5 separate regions of the Mus musculus genome follow, and regions 1, 2, 4 and 5 are each linked to region 3. Evidence: chromatin contacts called from public Hi-C and promoter capture Hi-C data. All regions are on one chromosome and are shown on one strand. The core of a region is the stretch at or near the end of the contact, and the rest is flanking DNA. Distances in the headings are between cores, read along the strand shown. Region 1 holds the start of Nr1i3 (nuclear receptor subfamily 1, group I, member 3). Region 2 holds the start of Pcp4l1 (Purkinje cell protein 4-like 1). Region 3 holds the start of Cd244a (CD244 molecule A). Region 4 holds the start of Slamf6 (SLAM family member 6). Region 5 overlaps Vangl2 (VANGL planar cell polarity 2).

What was found. Hi-C and Micro-C count contacts between places; a contact is called where the count stands out from the background. Capture Hi-C pulls out chosen DNA fragments and counts their contacts.
Region 1: a contact with region 3 is called in a promoter capture Hi-C map of liver. The contact joins the promoter of Nr1i3 here to the promoter of Cd244a in region 3. A contact is called at or near these places in 7 of 39 promoter capture datasets (the 3T3-L1 cell line, embryonic stem cells, hippocampal neurons and 3 more), 1 of 115 datasets of contacts at active chromatin or transcription factors (memory CD8 T cells) and 2 of 9 other capture datasets (liver and pancreatic islet).
Region 2: a promoter capture Hi-C map of adipose tissue shows a contact between it and region 3. The contact joins the promoter of Pcp4l1 here to the promoter of Cd244a in region 3. A contact is called at or near these places in 1 of 39 promoter capture datasets (neutrophils), 1 of 115 datasets of contacts at active chromatin or transcription factors (microglia) and 2 of 9 other capture datasets (adipose tissue and pancreatic islet).
Region 4: a promoter capture Hi-C map of adipose tissue shows a contact between it and region 3. The contact joins the promoter of Slamf6 here to the promoter of Cd244a in region 3. A contact is called at or near these places in 10 of 39 promoter capture datasets (the C10 cell line, the HPC-7 cell line, cranial neural crest and 6 more), 3 of 115 datasets of contacts at active chromatin or transcription factors (effector CD8 T cells, memory CD8 T cells and pancreatic cancer cells) and 2 of 9 other capture datasets (adipose tissue and liver).
Region 5: a Hi-C map of cerebral cortex shows a contact between it and region 3, with 1.8 times the contacts expected there. The contact joins the enhancer-like site here to the promoter of Cd244a in region 3. A contact is called at or near these places in 1 of 39 promoter capture datasets (hippocampal neurons), 5 of 484 Hi-C or Micro-C datasets (the G1E-ER4 cell line, cerebral cortex and uterus), 3 of 115 datasets of contacts at active chromatin or transcription factors (astrocytes, embryonic stem cells and memory CD8 T cells) and 3 of 9 other capture datasets (adipose tissue, liver and macrophages).

The regions. Positions count from the first base shown.
Region 1 is chr1:171,212,637-171,215,336 of GRCm38.p6, reverse strand. It overlaps Nr1i3 (nuclear receptor subfamily 1, group I, member 3), which reads right to left and starts at 1,367. Exons shown (of 9, transcript NM_009803.5): 1 at 1,164-1,367; 2 at 852-994; 3 at 263-393. The coding sequence starts at 988.
Region 2 is chr1:171,194,886-171,197,585 of GRCm38.p6, reverse strand. Pcp4l1 (Purkinje cell protein 4-like 1) reads left to right here and starts at 1,318. Exons shown (of 3, transcript NM_025557.1): 1 at 1,318-1,575. The coding sequence starts at 1,567.
Region 3 is chr1:171,557,887-171,560,586 of GRCm38.p6, reverse strand. Cd244a (CD244 molecule A) reads right to left here and starts at 1,394. Exons shown (of 9, transcript NM_018729.2): 1 at 1,202-1,394. The coding sequence starts at 1,262. Gm35200 (a long non-coding RNA gene) reads left to right here. Exons shown (of 5, transcript XR_373705.3): 3 at 2,142-2,700.
Region 4 is chr1:171,916,076-171,918,775 of GRCm38.p6, reverse strand. It overlaps Slamf6 (SLAM family member 6), which reads right to left and starts at 1,314. Exons shown (of 9, transcript NM_001347186.1): 1 at 984-1,314. The coding sequence starts at 1,068. The region is part of intron 1 of Gm37065 (predicted gene, 37065); the gene reads left to right.
Region 5 is chr1:172,000,467-172,003,166 of GRCm38.p6, reverse strand. Vangl2 (VANGL planar cell polarity 2) reads left to right here. Exons shown (of 8, transcript NM_033509.4): 8 at 1-2,207. Among named protein-coding and RNA genes, the nearest start is that of Vangl2, 25 kb to the left of the region's middle. Within about 2 kb of position 1,361, at least 41 of the 459 cell types and tissues checked have an H3K27ac peak or open chromatin away from gene starts, as enhancers often do. A contact at or near this core is called in cerebral cortex, where this site is marked.

The DNA of each region.
Region 1 (2,700 bases), core at 118-2,617, 350 kb after region 3:
GCAACTCATATGGAACTCAAGTTCCAGGCGATCCAACACTCTTCTCTAGCCTTTGTGGGCACCAGGCACACACATGGTACTTAGACATATATGCAGGTGAACACACACATTAAAAATAAGTGCTTTTTAAAACAAGAGATTAGAAGTTTTGAAAACAGGCAGAATCTGATTGGTTTCCAACAGCTCACTTTGCCTGCTGTGGGAACCTGAACAAAAGCAGAGAAGCACCAATGGACTCCTGGAACGGTAGGGACCAACTCACTGTCTTTCCTCATGCCAACATTTAGACACTTCTGCAACCTGCAGGCTGGACAGTGGCGTCTCTGGGCCTTGCTGACCTCACACCTTCCAGCAAACGGACAGATGGGACCAATGGTTTTGCTGACTGTTCGTCTGTGAGATAGAGACAGGCACTGCATGGTTTTAGATGGCAGAGAACATGCAGGTGGGTCTAAGAGCACCCCAAAAGGACACGGCCTAAAAGACGGATCGATTTAACAACAGACTCATCTGAGCTGTGCGCAAAGGTCTTCAGAGGTAGTTGGAGCGTTTTCATGAGAACACAAGGTTACTCAGGAACCCTCGTGTGGCAATGATCTCGGTACTTTGCAGGTAGTGTGTGCTACACAAGTGTTCTTGACTCTTAGGCTCTGTCTCTGGGACAAATGGTTAACCTGCCTTGTCATTAGGTCACCAGTTTCACACTGCGTTGTGGTCAGCAAGATTGAGAGTGCTAGACACTGGGCAGTTCAGCTTAGCTGCAAGAGGATTATAACTTGGAGGTGTACCAGTGTTTAAAGGTGGACTGATAGAAATGTCGGGGTTGTTTCTGTTGGGGAGGAAGCATTCACCTGAAGAAGCCCTTGCAGCCCTCACAAGTCAGGGCGTGGAAATGATAGCCTGTGGCCCGGTCTCCACACACCACACAGTTCCTCGGCCCATATTCTTCTTCACTGGCCATGGTTTCTAGTGTTAGCATAGCTGTCATGGTCTCCTGAATGTGGGAGGAGTTGAGAATCAGCACTGAGCCATAGGACTCTCTTCTCTCTCCTCTACAGAATCTCTTCCCAAGACTGCCCAGCCTGACACCGGGCTCCCCAGCACTGCGGACACTAAAAGCAAAAATGTTGCTTTTTGTCTCTGGCCTCCAACAAATTACCTACCTGTTTCCCTTAGGCAGCAGGCCACAAGATCGGGTGTAGGATGCCTCTCCCCAGGCCTCCTCGCTGACCCTGCTTTCCTTGAGATCTCAGGAACTGCCAGGAATTAGGGACTGCGGTCCTCAGTGCCTGGAAAACAAGGGCCTTCTCTTGCATGGGGCCTCTAGGTATCCTCGGTGCCATATGTAGGTAGGACCCAGACTCTGGACCCAGGGCAAAGACCTGGGTGTGGGTGTGGGGTGGGGTGGGGGTTCCTAGCATGCCCGAGAAGTGTTGGTTGGTGGCAGATGGGGAGGGGCCAGGACCTCATGACTCATTAAAAGCTGCTGCTTACTAGACTCCTGGAGGATTTCCCTGTGGGTGAGCTTTAGGCTAAATCTACACTCCCCTTTTTGCATGGATCCTGAATAAGCCAGGAAACAATGGGAGAGATGGCAAGCTTTTTCACGTGCAGTTTGCAAATGGTAAAAAAAAAAAAAATAGCTATAACAATTATACCAGGCTCCCAAAGGATTTTCTTTCTTTTTCTTTTCTTTTTTTTTATTTTTTATTGATTTTTTTAAAAAAAATAATGTATATACCTAGTACCCACAGAGATCAGAGGACAGTGTCTGATCTTCTGGGACTAGAGTTATAGGCAGTTGTGAGCTGGCAAGTTGAGTACTAGGAATTGAGGTTAAATCCTCTGCAAGGAGCTCTTGCCTTCTGAGCCCCAGAGATCTGTTAAAAAAAGACTTCAGTATCCAACTAAGAACTTAGGTGTAATGCTAGAAGGGATCCCACTTTCTTACGTGGGGAGACTGGGATATGAATAAAAGTGAATTCTAGGTGCTGGCAAGGTGACTCCCTCTGTAAAGTGCTCACTATATAAGCACCGAGAGCCGAGTTTAATTCCTAGAACCTACATTTTTAAAAATGGCACGGTGGAACAACTCATAATTCCAATGCCAAGGAGGCAGAGACAAGAAGGCAAGCCTAGCTTTCTTGCTGAAATCCAGTCCAGTGAGAGACTGTCTCAAAAACCACGGTGGAGCTGGTGTAAAGACTCGGTAGGCAAAGGCACTTGCTGCCAAGCCTGATGACCTCTTTGATCCCTAGAATCCACATGATGGACAGAGAGAATTGGCCCCTGTAAGTTGTTCTCTGACCTTTATACACACTCTGTGGCTTATTGGCACAGAGTGGCTTATTCTCGCTCAAAAAGGAATGTAAAAACAACACAAACCCTCCAGGCTCCAACCCTGATACCTGGTGCCAGATCAGGGGTGGTGGTTTCTTGTTAATCATAGCTTATTATTTAGACCCAATTGACCAAAACTACAAATTCTTAATAAAAATATCACATGAAGAGTCCTGATACATAACTTTAAATTTTAATATATAACCTTATTTCTAATGATGGTTCTTAAACACTTTAACCTCCCTTGCAGCCCACCACCCACCAGAGGGAGTGGGAAAGAAAGGACACAGAGGTAGTGGACCTGTTTAGAAAAGTTCTTTGGAGCAACTCTTGTCTGTGTTGTCTGGAAATCAGCAGTAC
Region 2 (2,700 bases), core at 69-2,568, 360 kb after region 3:
CATAGTGGCATGCCTATTCCAACAAGGCTACCCCTTCCTGGGCCAAGCATATACAGACCATCATATACACTAAAATTTATTTACTATATGTATGAGTATATGCCATATTCCCATGTTTGTACAGGTGCCTGGAAGTGACTTCTGGAACAGCAGCAAGTGCTCTTAGCTGCTGAGCCACCTCTGCAGCTCCTCCACTAAAATTTAAAAAGAAGACACAGTGTAGCCCATGAAATTTATATGAAATTCAAACTTCAGTGGTCACAAATACATTTATATCAGATGGAGCCATAGCTGTTTGTTGACATAAGTATTTGTGCCCGTATTCAAGTGCAGTAGGAAATGGCTCAGCAAAGAGTACAGCGATCCTACAAAGAAAAAAACATTTATTATTTGATTGTTACCTGGAAAGTTAGCTGATCCCTAACCTACAGGGTGAATTCTCATTATCATCTCAAAGCTCATTTCATAGCAGCAAGAATTAAGGTTTGTTTCACTAAGGACAACCTTTTCAATGCTAATTAATTGTTCATTAGAAAGATTCCAGAGGAGTATGCTGTACAGAGTGAGTAGGAGCCAGCCTAGTTAGAACTTTAGTAACTGAGGCAACCAGATTCCTATTAGAAACAGAATCACAGGATCTCAGATGGATCTTTCCCCCATCTTCCTAATTTCTAACCCAACAGAGGAAATGTATAAACACAAAGAGTCAAGTTAGAAAAAAAGACCGATTGAGGTCTTCCTTGAAGTTGGTTGTTGAGAAGAGACCAAACCACTGAATGGTAGTGACAAGTCACAGTTACAGTTGTTAACAGTCTGTGATGGTACCAACCAAAGAATATATCTATGAAAGCTGCAGTATCCGGGTTTGACTGACTGAAGCTGTAAGAGATTTTTATGAAGTCAATAAGAACTGTAGGCTTGAAAATTAAAGAATTTCCTTAGATGAAAACTAGATAGATAAACAGAACTAAAAGGTCTGTGTGTTTACCTGTGTTCTGTTTATTTTCTTTTTCCTTAAACGATATATACAATGTGAGGTTGAGCTAAGGCTCAAGAGCCTTAGCTGTTCTTCAAGAGGACCAGAGTTCAGTTTCTTCAGTTACTACTTACTACTTCTCTTTCCTTTACCGGTTCCCTACTTCGTTTTCTGTCTTCTCATCCCCCATGGTCTCCCCCCTCCTTCCCGCTCTCTCCGTCTTACCCTAGTTTGGAAATGCAGCAGATTTCTGAGCCTGCCACCACTGGGTTCAAGGAGCTGTCAGTCTGCACTAGGCAGAGTTTCTATTGGTTGGGCTGGAGGCAGGGACCGCAGCTCACTATAAAAGGTGGAGCCGGTCAAGGCGCCCGGAGCTGCTGACAGGACCAGGTCAGAAGGGGCTCCCTGAGCAGCGCTGCAGCCGGAGCATTTGGGGCAGCATTAAGCAACAGCTCGCAGCGTGCACTCTCCCCTCCGAGCCCTCCAGGGCCCCTGCCCCGGAGCCCAGCAACTCTCGGCCGCGGTTCACGCACGCATCTCCGAGGACCCCTTGCCTCACCTGCGCCTGCCACGCCCGTCCGGCCGCCGGGATGAGCGAGGTGAGTGGTGCCACTTGGCATACCCCGTCACCTCCGCGTCCGGGCCAGGGCTGCGGCGGGGAGAAGGCTGCGGCTCCAGGTCCCGGGAAGCTAGAGTTACTCTCTGGATGGACGCCACTGCCCCTCTAGGAAAGCCCCTACCTCCCGGCTCTCGGAAGCCACTGGCAGGGGGTGCTTTTAGCCTAACAATTGCAATAGTGCTTTGGGGAGGGGGTGACTGGAGTCAGCTGTAAGCGGGAACTGAGCTCTCGGGCAGATAAACTCTCTTGGGTGCTATCCTCCGCATCTATATCGTATTGCTCCGAGGTTACCATGGCTTTCTTTGATGCCCTCACTTCAGTTCTCTCCGACCTCCGCTAGGATTGTGTGGTTCTTGCACTCTATAAGTAGCAGCCAACAGCTCCATCCCTGGCCACCTAACTCCCTCCCTTCGGGTGGCAGTTTTCACTTATTCAATGAGGAACGATGTGTGTGTGTGTGTGTGTGGGGGGGTACCTGACGTCCATGAATACTGTAGAAGAGGAAGGCACATCTAGCACCTGGGGAGATGTTCTCTTCCAGAGAAGACCTCCCGTTGCAGTGCAGTGCCTGTTACATCCAAATTTTCGCACAGGTTCTGTGGTGATGGTCATGGGAGCCAACCCGGTCCTGTAACTGGTTGACTCGGTTCAAAGAACACTGTCCATGGTAACACATTAAGAAGAACTGTCCCTGTTATCTGACTTAATTTGTAGCATCCCAGGCAGATCCTCTTATCAGGAGACAAGATTGTCGTTCCTGGATGACGTCGATTTGAACAGTGGCTTAGCATGCCTGCCTTCTGCGGCCCCATTCTTAGTAAGCGCGCCCTTGTGTTCAGTATGTTGCTCAGCTGTATGCCAGTGCCTAGTTGTGCTACTTAGTAGCTCTGTGGCCATGGGAGCATCACTTAATTTGTCTGTGCTTCAGCTTTCTATCTGTAAAATGAAGGTAACACTGGTTGTTCTAAAAGATTAAATTATATATGCCAAGTACTTAGCACTCTACCTGGAGTCTAGTAGGTTCTCAATCTGGAATCTGAGTTAGCTAGTGTGCGTGCGTGCGTGTGTGTGTGTGTGTGTGTGTGTGTGTTTCAAGTTAGTTGGT
Region 3 (2,700 bases), core at 145-2,644:
CTTAGACCCCATGATGTGACCTTGAAGGTGTATTGCTGTGTGACAGAAAGGCTCATGGCACTACTGTAAAACCATTTTAAAGATCAGGTGCTCACCCTCAAGAGAGTGAGCAGAGGATGGTGTAAGCCTGGGATGGAGTTGTCTTATCTCACCCAGATGCATGGCATGCAGGGACTGGAAACTCCCATCAAAGAGATAAGATACATAGACAAACGTCATAGAAGTGTCAAGTAAAAGAAGTCAGGAACCCATACCATGGGATGCCACGTACATCCAGGCAAAACTAATCTGTGAGATTTGGAGTGAGAATATTGCTTATGTTTATGGGAAAGACAGTAGACAATGAGTGGACATAAACGCACGATTGTCCCAAAGTCATCAGAAAAGTGACTCACTGACACGTACACTGATATGCAGATATCACACTTTAGTAAGAAAGGTTTGTCATCATCATCTGGCTGCCCCTGGGGTGACTTCTACTGAACCAGAGTCTCTTTGAGTCCTGAGCCAAAATCTCTTCCTCAGGAAGAGATTCCTCCATTCATGCCTCATTTGAGAGGAGGTAAGGTGACCAGAAGCTGAATGCAAATGAGTTGGGCCTGCTAGAGGGACTCCCGGGGTCCCCTCCAGCACAGTGACAACTAGAAAACAGTCCCTGAGAAATGCAAGGCTCAACCCAACCCACCCAAAGTGGAGCAGTCTCTGTGCTGACTCGTGAGACCCTGCCTGTCCTACCTTCTTTTCTCTACCTTACCTCACCCAGACCCAAAGCATCCAGGGACTCCTCACAACTCCCAGACCATCCTTTTCTTCAGAATGGACACGAATTCTGTGGGGAAGGTGACAATGACAAGGTGGTGTTTGTGTGAAACTGTGTCGGAATGAAGGAAAAAGCTATGGCTGGTGATGAATCCACTCCCAGAGCGAGAAAAGGGAAAGCTAATGCACACATTGCTCCAGAGAAGGCTTGTACACACATCGCTCCAGTTTTCCACAGTTTTCATACAGACTAAACTCCACCCACTTTACAATAGCCCTAAGGACCTGGACCACCTTCTCTAACCTCTCCTCTGGCTTTCTGTGTTCCAGGTGACTATCGAAATGGCATAATCAGAGGCTCTAACTTCTGATCTCCCTCACACACTCAGGCACCCATGGGTGTATGCCAGGCCCCATCCCACACCAACACAAAAATCCTTACCTTGGCCCTGATGAGCCCTGAGGAGCAGAAAGGTTGTGAACAGGACAGCTTGCCCCAACATCACCACAGGACAGAGCAGACTACGGGGGCCCTGTCTTCTCCAGGTGCTCAGATGTCAATAGGCTCGCAGCTAACTGTCAGCAGGACACAGCAGAACTACCTCACTGCCTGTCCAGCCACAATTTCCTCAACTGAAGGCTGTTCACTTCTGCTGTGCACTGACAAGGCTACCGAGAAAGCCTCAGTCCCTCCACGTGGGTTCCCACAAGCTAAGATGCCTCCAGTGGGTGGGTACTCAGAGTGCACAGTGACTCACAAAAAACCAGTTGCAAAATCCCAGCCCTTGGTCCTCCTCAGCCTGGTGCTGAATTCTTAGTGGCTCCCACAGGGTGGGAAAGAAAACCAACAGTCATTATTCCAGGCTGCCCCAAACCAGCATACACCGTGGAAGCAGAAGTCTGAAGGAACTTAGGGGTAGGGTGGCCTGAGAAGAAGAACCCTGAGTAAGTAGGTACTAACGTGGAAGAGGAAGAGCATATGGGGTGATTAAGGAAGAGACATAACATTTAGACTTGCTGGGAAAAATCTCATGAGCCCAGGAAGTCTGATCTCAAATGTTCAACATATGCAAACTGTGTTCCTCCTTTCACCCCTCCACAACCAAAGGATGTGAAACGCTTTGTGGTGCTCACCCCCTTCCGTGGCTGGATTCATCCTGTAGAAGAGCAGGCAGCAGAGATCCTTTGAACTCCAAGGAGGGGTGGAGTCAGTGGTACCCACCCCACCCCACCCCGAACCCCACTCCCTCAGGACCCTTTACTTCAAGGCCATATCCAGAAGCCAGGCCTCTTGCTCTTTTCCTCTTCTTTTCCCCTTAGCAACAAACACGTGTGGTTCTCCCAAGCCCATCCTCTCATTCCATTCTTTGATCTGTTTCTAGCCCGACCAACACTGAGCAAGAGCGGCCTTTATAGGACAGGTGGCTGCCAGTGGTGGCAAGCAACGGATGCTCTGGACCAGACAGACAGTCAATTTGGAGTCAAAGACCTGGACTTGAACTCCAGCTCATCAACTTGCAACCTGTGTAGTGCTGACCAAATTGCTTTCTGAGTCCTCACAGTCAACAGCAGTTGGGTAAGCGAGATGGCTCAGTGGGTTAAGGTGCTCATCATCAGGCCTGCCAGCCGGAGCATAATCGCCAGAATCCTCCTGATGAAGAGGGAGGATGGACTCCACCCCTGACTTCCACACATGCCCAAGTGAACACACACACACACACACACACACACACACACACACACACACACACACACACACAAACACAAATCTATGATCTTCCCCCTGAAGGTAAGCAATACATGGAAATGGAAACTTGGCTTCCCTTCAAGATAGTTTTCAGCACCAAATTAATAGCTATCCTTGAGAGCTTGAATAGAAAGCTCTGGAATATACTGGTGTGAAAATGCCATAATAAGTGCTGGAGAGATGGCTTAAGAGCA
Region 4 (2,700 bases), core at 65-2,564, 360 kb before region 3:
GTTCCTGAAACGCCCACAGTGCCGTGCATTCAGTGGTCATTTAGTGAATGGTTTATCAAATGACTTAATGAACCTTGCTTTCTTTTTCTTTCTGTTGTCAATTTGTCTAGATAGCTCTATATCTGCAGTATGTCTTGGTTTGTGTGTGTGCATGCACACAGGTGTTTGTTACTGAAAGTTTTAGTCAAGTGATTTGTTTTTATTTTTATTGGTTTTTTTCAGCTACCTGATGACTAATAGAATTTTCAAAAGTTATTTAAATTGCCATAGTCTAAGTTACTTGTAGCTATTAATAGAATAAATTCACAAACACGTTATGGACATCTAAATGTAATGCATGTTTAATAATTAGCTCATTTTCTGGAATAAAATAAATGCTAGGCTACCTATTGGTTCTTTTTTTTTTTCTTCAATGAATTCTCTCGGGGCTAGGTCTGTGTTAGTAGCCATTGCTTGATCTCCTGTTTTAGAACACTACGCTTCAGTCCAGATAGGCACCCTCTGAGTTCTTAAAGACAGTGAGAGCTTTCCAGATAGCAGGGAGAAGAAGCAGGCTCAGTCAATCCCTTCCTAATTGCAGTGTGAAAGCGTTGGTGGGTTTTCAGTATCTGAGCGAAGAGTGAAGCTCGGGAAAGATAATGAAGCCCCCTGAAGTCGCACAGTATCACAGTAGTTAAATTGTAGATCTTTTTCCCGCTTAAACTTATTTTTGTACCACAATACGCTGGTCACGAACAGTCCTGACTTACAAAGACTCATTTTCCATATCTCAGAAAACACTTCCCTTCCCCTTGGCCCCCAGCCGAAGTGTTTGCTCTGAATCAGTCCCGTGGCAGTCTGCGGGAAGCAGTTCGCTAGGACCACGGTGAGCTTTCTAAGTCTCTGAATAGAGAACTGGGCAGTCAACCTGACCAAGAGGAGCAAGGCATTCCAAAGAAGGAACTCACTCAGTGACTCAATCAGTTTCCACAGACGTTTTTTACCTGAGCCGAGGCAGAAGACAAGTGGAAAGAGCCAGACCATCCTCTGACAGGCGGAGTCGGGTGCTGGAGCCCTTGAGACAGCCATTCTTTCATAAGCTTGTCGCTGAGACTTTCTGTTCCCCTATTGATGAGAGCTCTTCCTCTATGTTAGCAAACCTTTGGTTGTCGTGATTAACTTCACACTTGGCTTACAAGAATATCTTTTGTAAGCTAAGACTCTTAGCAGTAGGGAACGTGGAACTTGAACGGGCCATCTTCTGTAACCAGGCAAGACTTCTGGTGGAGGGACTGGGACACCAACCCAGCCACAAAAACCTTCTACTTATGATTTGTCTTGCCAGCAAGATGTGCTGGGGTAAAGGTGACACAGAAATTGTGGGAGTGGCCAATCAGTGACTGGTCCATCTTAAGACCTATGCCAGGACGGGGAGCCCACTCCTGATACTGTGTGGAGAGCCATGAAGCAGAGGCTGGATAGCCCAGAGACACAACAAACAAACAAACAAACAAACAAACAAACAAACCAACCATAGCAAAACAAATCTGCTATACTTGAGGCAGGAGCCTAGCCCAGTTGTCATCAGAGAGGCTTCACCCAGCAACTGATGGAAACAGATGCAGAGATCCAGAGTCAAACATCCTGTGGAGCTTGGGGAATCTTGCAGAAGAGGTGGAGGAAGGATTGTTGGAGACAAAGGGGTCAAGGACACCTCAAGAAAACCTACAGAATCAATTAGCCTGGGTTCATGGGGCGCTCACAGAGACTGAAGTGGCAACTAGGGACCCTGCATGGTTCTAACCTAGGTGCTATATATATATATATATATATATATATATATTATATATATAATGATTATGTAGCTTGGTCTTCTAGTAGGACTTCCAACAGTGGGATAGGGGGCTGTCTCTGACTCTTGCCTGATTTTGGGACTCTTCCTCCTATTGGGTTGCCTAGTCCTTATGAGGGGAGGTACCTAGTTTTATTGCAACTGGATATGCCTTGTTTGGTTGATATCCCTGAGAGACTTGCTCTTTTCTGGAGCGAAAAGGAAGAGAACTGGATGGAGGGGGCTGAGGGAGGTGTTGGGGGAAGTAAGGGGGGAGGGGAAAGACTGGGAGGGAGGAGAGAGGGAAACTGCTGTCAGGGATGTAATATATATGAGAGAAGAATACCTTGAAAAAGAAAGGAAATACCTTGAATGATTTTAACTTAGAAATTTTTAGAGAGACTTAAATCGTGTCCTCTCTACGCACTTGAGAAAATGTTCACCTTGTCTGTGCCATCTTCTGTAATGCTTGTCAGATCTTACTCGTTTATAATGTGGCTCAGTTGTTATTTTTTTTTGCCCCAATCCCTGTGGTTCTGACCTCGGAAGATTCGGATGCTGGAGGCTTGGTCTCCAGTATGTTGATGCAGATGTGGTGGCAACTTTGAGAAGGTCCAAGTAGAAAAGTATTAGGTCATTGATGGTGCTCTGAGAGTGGGCTGTCAGGTATGCAAATGCCTTTGAACCACCCCCACGCCTACAGATAACCCCTCATCCGTGCACCTGTCAGTAACCTCAAAGAACTAATCCGGACTTGTGAGGGCTGTTTCTTTGTTTTGTTCTCAGTCCTATATGAGGTGATTAGAGATACTTGCTCAAATCTCCCCAGGGGGGGGGGGGGAGTCACAATTGGTGCCTGAACCGGGAGAAACAAAACAAAGTTGTGTCTG
Region 5 (2,700 bases), core at 112-2,611, 440 kb before region 3:
TTTGTGGGTATTAGCTCCTCGCCCCATTCTAACTAACACAGCCTTTGCAGCAAATCTGAACGAATCTCAGTAGTCACTTTGAGCAGGATTCCCTAACCCTCTAATGGATATTTTTCAGAGTAAACTTGAGCCTTTAAATTAGACACCTTTAAATTATTTTTTACCACAAGGACTAGAAATAGGGAACACCCACATCTTTCTTTCTGGGATCCATGCGGATGACTGTCCTGGTGGCTTCGATGGAGAAATGTCCCTGTGTCACTTCTTTAAATAACCCTCAAAGCCCCTGCACGGGCCCTTCACGTCCCTGGGTATTCTGCTGGTATTTGCTGTGCAAAGCACGCCCTAAGATGGGGTACCTTTGATCTCACCGTGCGGCTGCAGGATTCAAAGTGGAAGCCTACCTACCAGTTACTAAAGGGCTTGTCCATTAGGGCTTACTTTGTTCTCATGGGAATGGTCTTTGGAGCTGACTTACGCAGGGCCTCGAGGTTAGCTTAGGGCTGTGATAGAGGTGCCTGAATAAATTCCAGTGAAATTACGATGTCCTTGGGTAATGGGAAGGTATCTTTTCTTTAAAAAAAAAAAAAAAGAAAGAAAGAAAGAAGAAGAAGGAGAAGAAGAAGAAAGAAAATTCAGGTTTCAGAGGAGAACCTTTTGAGTCACGTAAATACCTCACTATCCTGGAAAGCAGGGCCCGGATGGTGATTGGGGTCATTGCCTTTGTGGGCAAGAGCGGGTTTTGCTGTTGCTTTGAGGAGTGGGTGGGTGGGGTGGGCCGAAGGAAAAGATTTGGGATCTTAGTTGATGCCCTAGGTTAGGGGCACAGGAGTGTTTATTTTAAGAACCTGCCATGTTTTTTAATCACTGTGATATTTCCATTCCTTTTATCCTAAAACAAAGAGAAGAAGTTTCCCTGACTCCCTGTCTAAGCACTAAGGGCTGTGACTTAAGAATGGTAGCGTTTTGGTCCTTCGTGTCAGAACTGTGGTATCTTCGTCTGCTTTGGTTGTTATTATTTTTTAAGATGTCAGGATGAATTGTCAAATGTATGGCTCTGTGTGTGCGAGGTGTGTGTGTGTGTGTGTGTGTGTGTGTGTGTGTGTGTGTGTGTGTCTTTTGCTTCTCCAGAATGGGAAGTTGTCTTCATGCTGTGAACTGCTATGGGTGGGCAGCTGACCCAGTCTCTCTGAGCAGTTTCCTCAACCAGCGCTGTCCCACCGGTGGCTCCGTGGTTTCTCATGCTTGCACTGCGGGCATGAGACTAGCCTGCTCAGCTCTCTCACCATAGGGGATGCTGGGCTGGGCTACTCCAGTGCACTCTGTGTGTGTGCTCCGGCTGGGTGGCATCCTGGCTCATCCCCACTACACAACTTGGCCTTTGTTTTCATGACCTCAGTGCGGGCTTACCGCTCTTCCCTCTACACCAGGACGCCGTGCCTCCACACCAGGACACCGTGCCTCCGTCCATCACCTACCTCGCCACTGTCACCCTCCCCATTGGTCCCTTTCCAGTTTCTCCTTAAATGTATGTCTTTGTTCTCTCTGTTGATCTCCCACTTCCTCTGATCCCTGCCATTACGCTCTGTGCTTTCGCTCCTAGCTGGCTGGCCACAGCATTCCCGTTGTGAATCCTGATTTAATAAAGACAAGGAGGCAGGATTCTCTTAGTCCCTGTTTGTCTGGGTCCCTGCTCTCCCTGTTGGTTGGGCCTAGCTCTGCCTTGTCCCTTCCTGGTGTCTGTCTGTCGGTCTTTTTTCTTTCCTCTCTTCTCCCCGTGGGGCAGCATCTGCTGATGGATTCTGTTCTGATTGTGTGATTGTTGTAATTTGTCCTTCTGTGCGCAAAAGGAAGGGCTTCTTGAATCTCTTCCAAGTGAGATTGTAAATGTAGAACTTTCCATTGTTGGATCTAGATTTTTTAAAATCCTTTTTCTTCTCTCTCTTTCTTTTCTTCTTTTTTATTTTCAAAATTTTTAAAACAAATTTTTGGGGCTATTTTTTTTTTGTTTGTTCCAGAGCTGAGACCTTGTGCATGCATGTAGAAAATTGTAAAATGTAAATTTTTTTTAATATATAAAAAGCTTGTTTTTACATTTGCAGTGGATTAAACATTATGGCAATTTTAGGGACTTTTTTTTCTTAAACATAGGAACTAAAACTGTACAAAAATTTTTTTTATATATAAAATAAAGACATTTGACTTTAGTGGGGGTTTTCTGTTGCTTTTCTTTTTTTCAAAGTGGGAGCTAAAGGTGGTCAGGGAGGAGTCCGGGCGGTAGGGGGCAGTGTGGGCCTTGTCATGCCACTGCCTCCAGCCAGTGTGGAGAATGAAGGGAAATGAGAAACTGCTTGCTGTTAACTGGATTCTGAGGTGAGAGAGCTGTGATGGTTAATCATCTGGGGGTGGGGCTCAGGGTGAGTGTCAGCCTGCATCTTCCTTTGTAAGCCTGTGTTTGCATGGCCTCCAGGTGAAAGTCAGACAGTGCTGACATGACGGCTCCTTATGTTTCATTTATAAAAATCCCCCGACATTACATCTGGTTTTATTTACTTTTTAAAAGATGGGGTCCTGGGGCTGGAAGGATGGCTCAGTGTTAAGAGGACTTGTGGCTCTCACAGAGGACCCCAGTTCAGTTCCCAGCACCTACATTGGCGGTGGCTCCTAACTACCTGTAACTCTGGCTCCAGGGGATCTGGT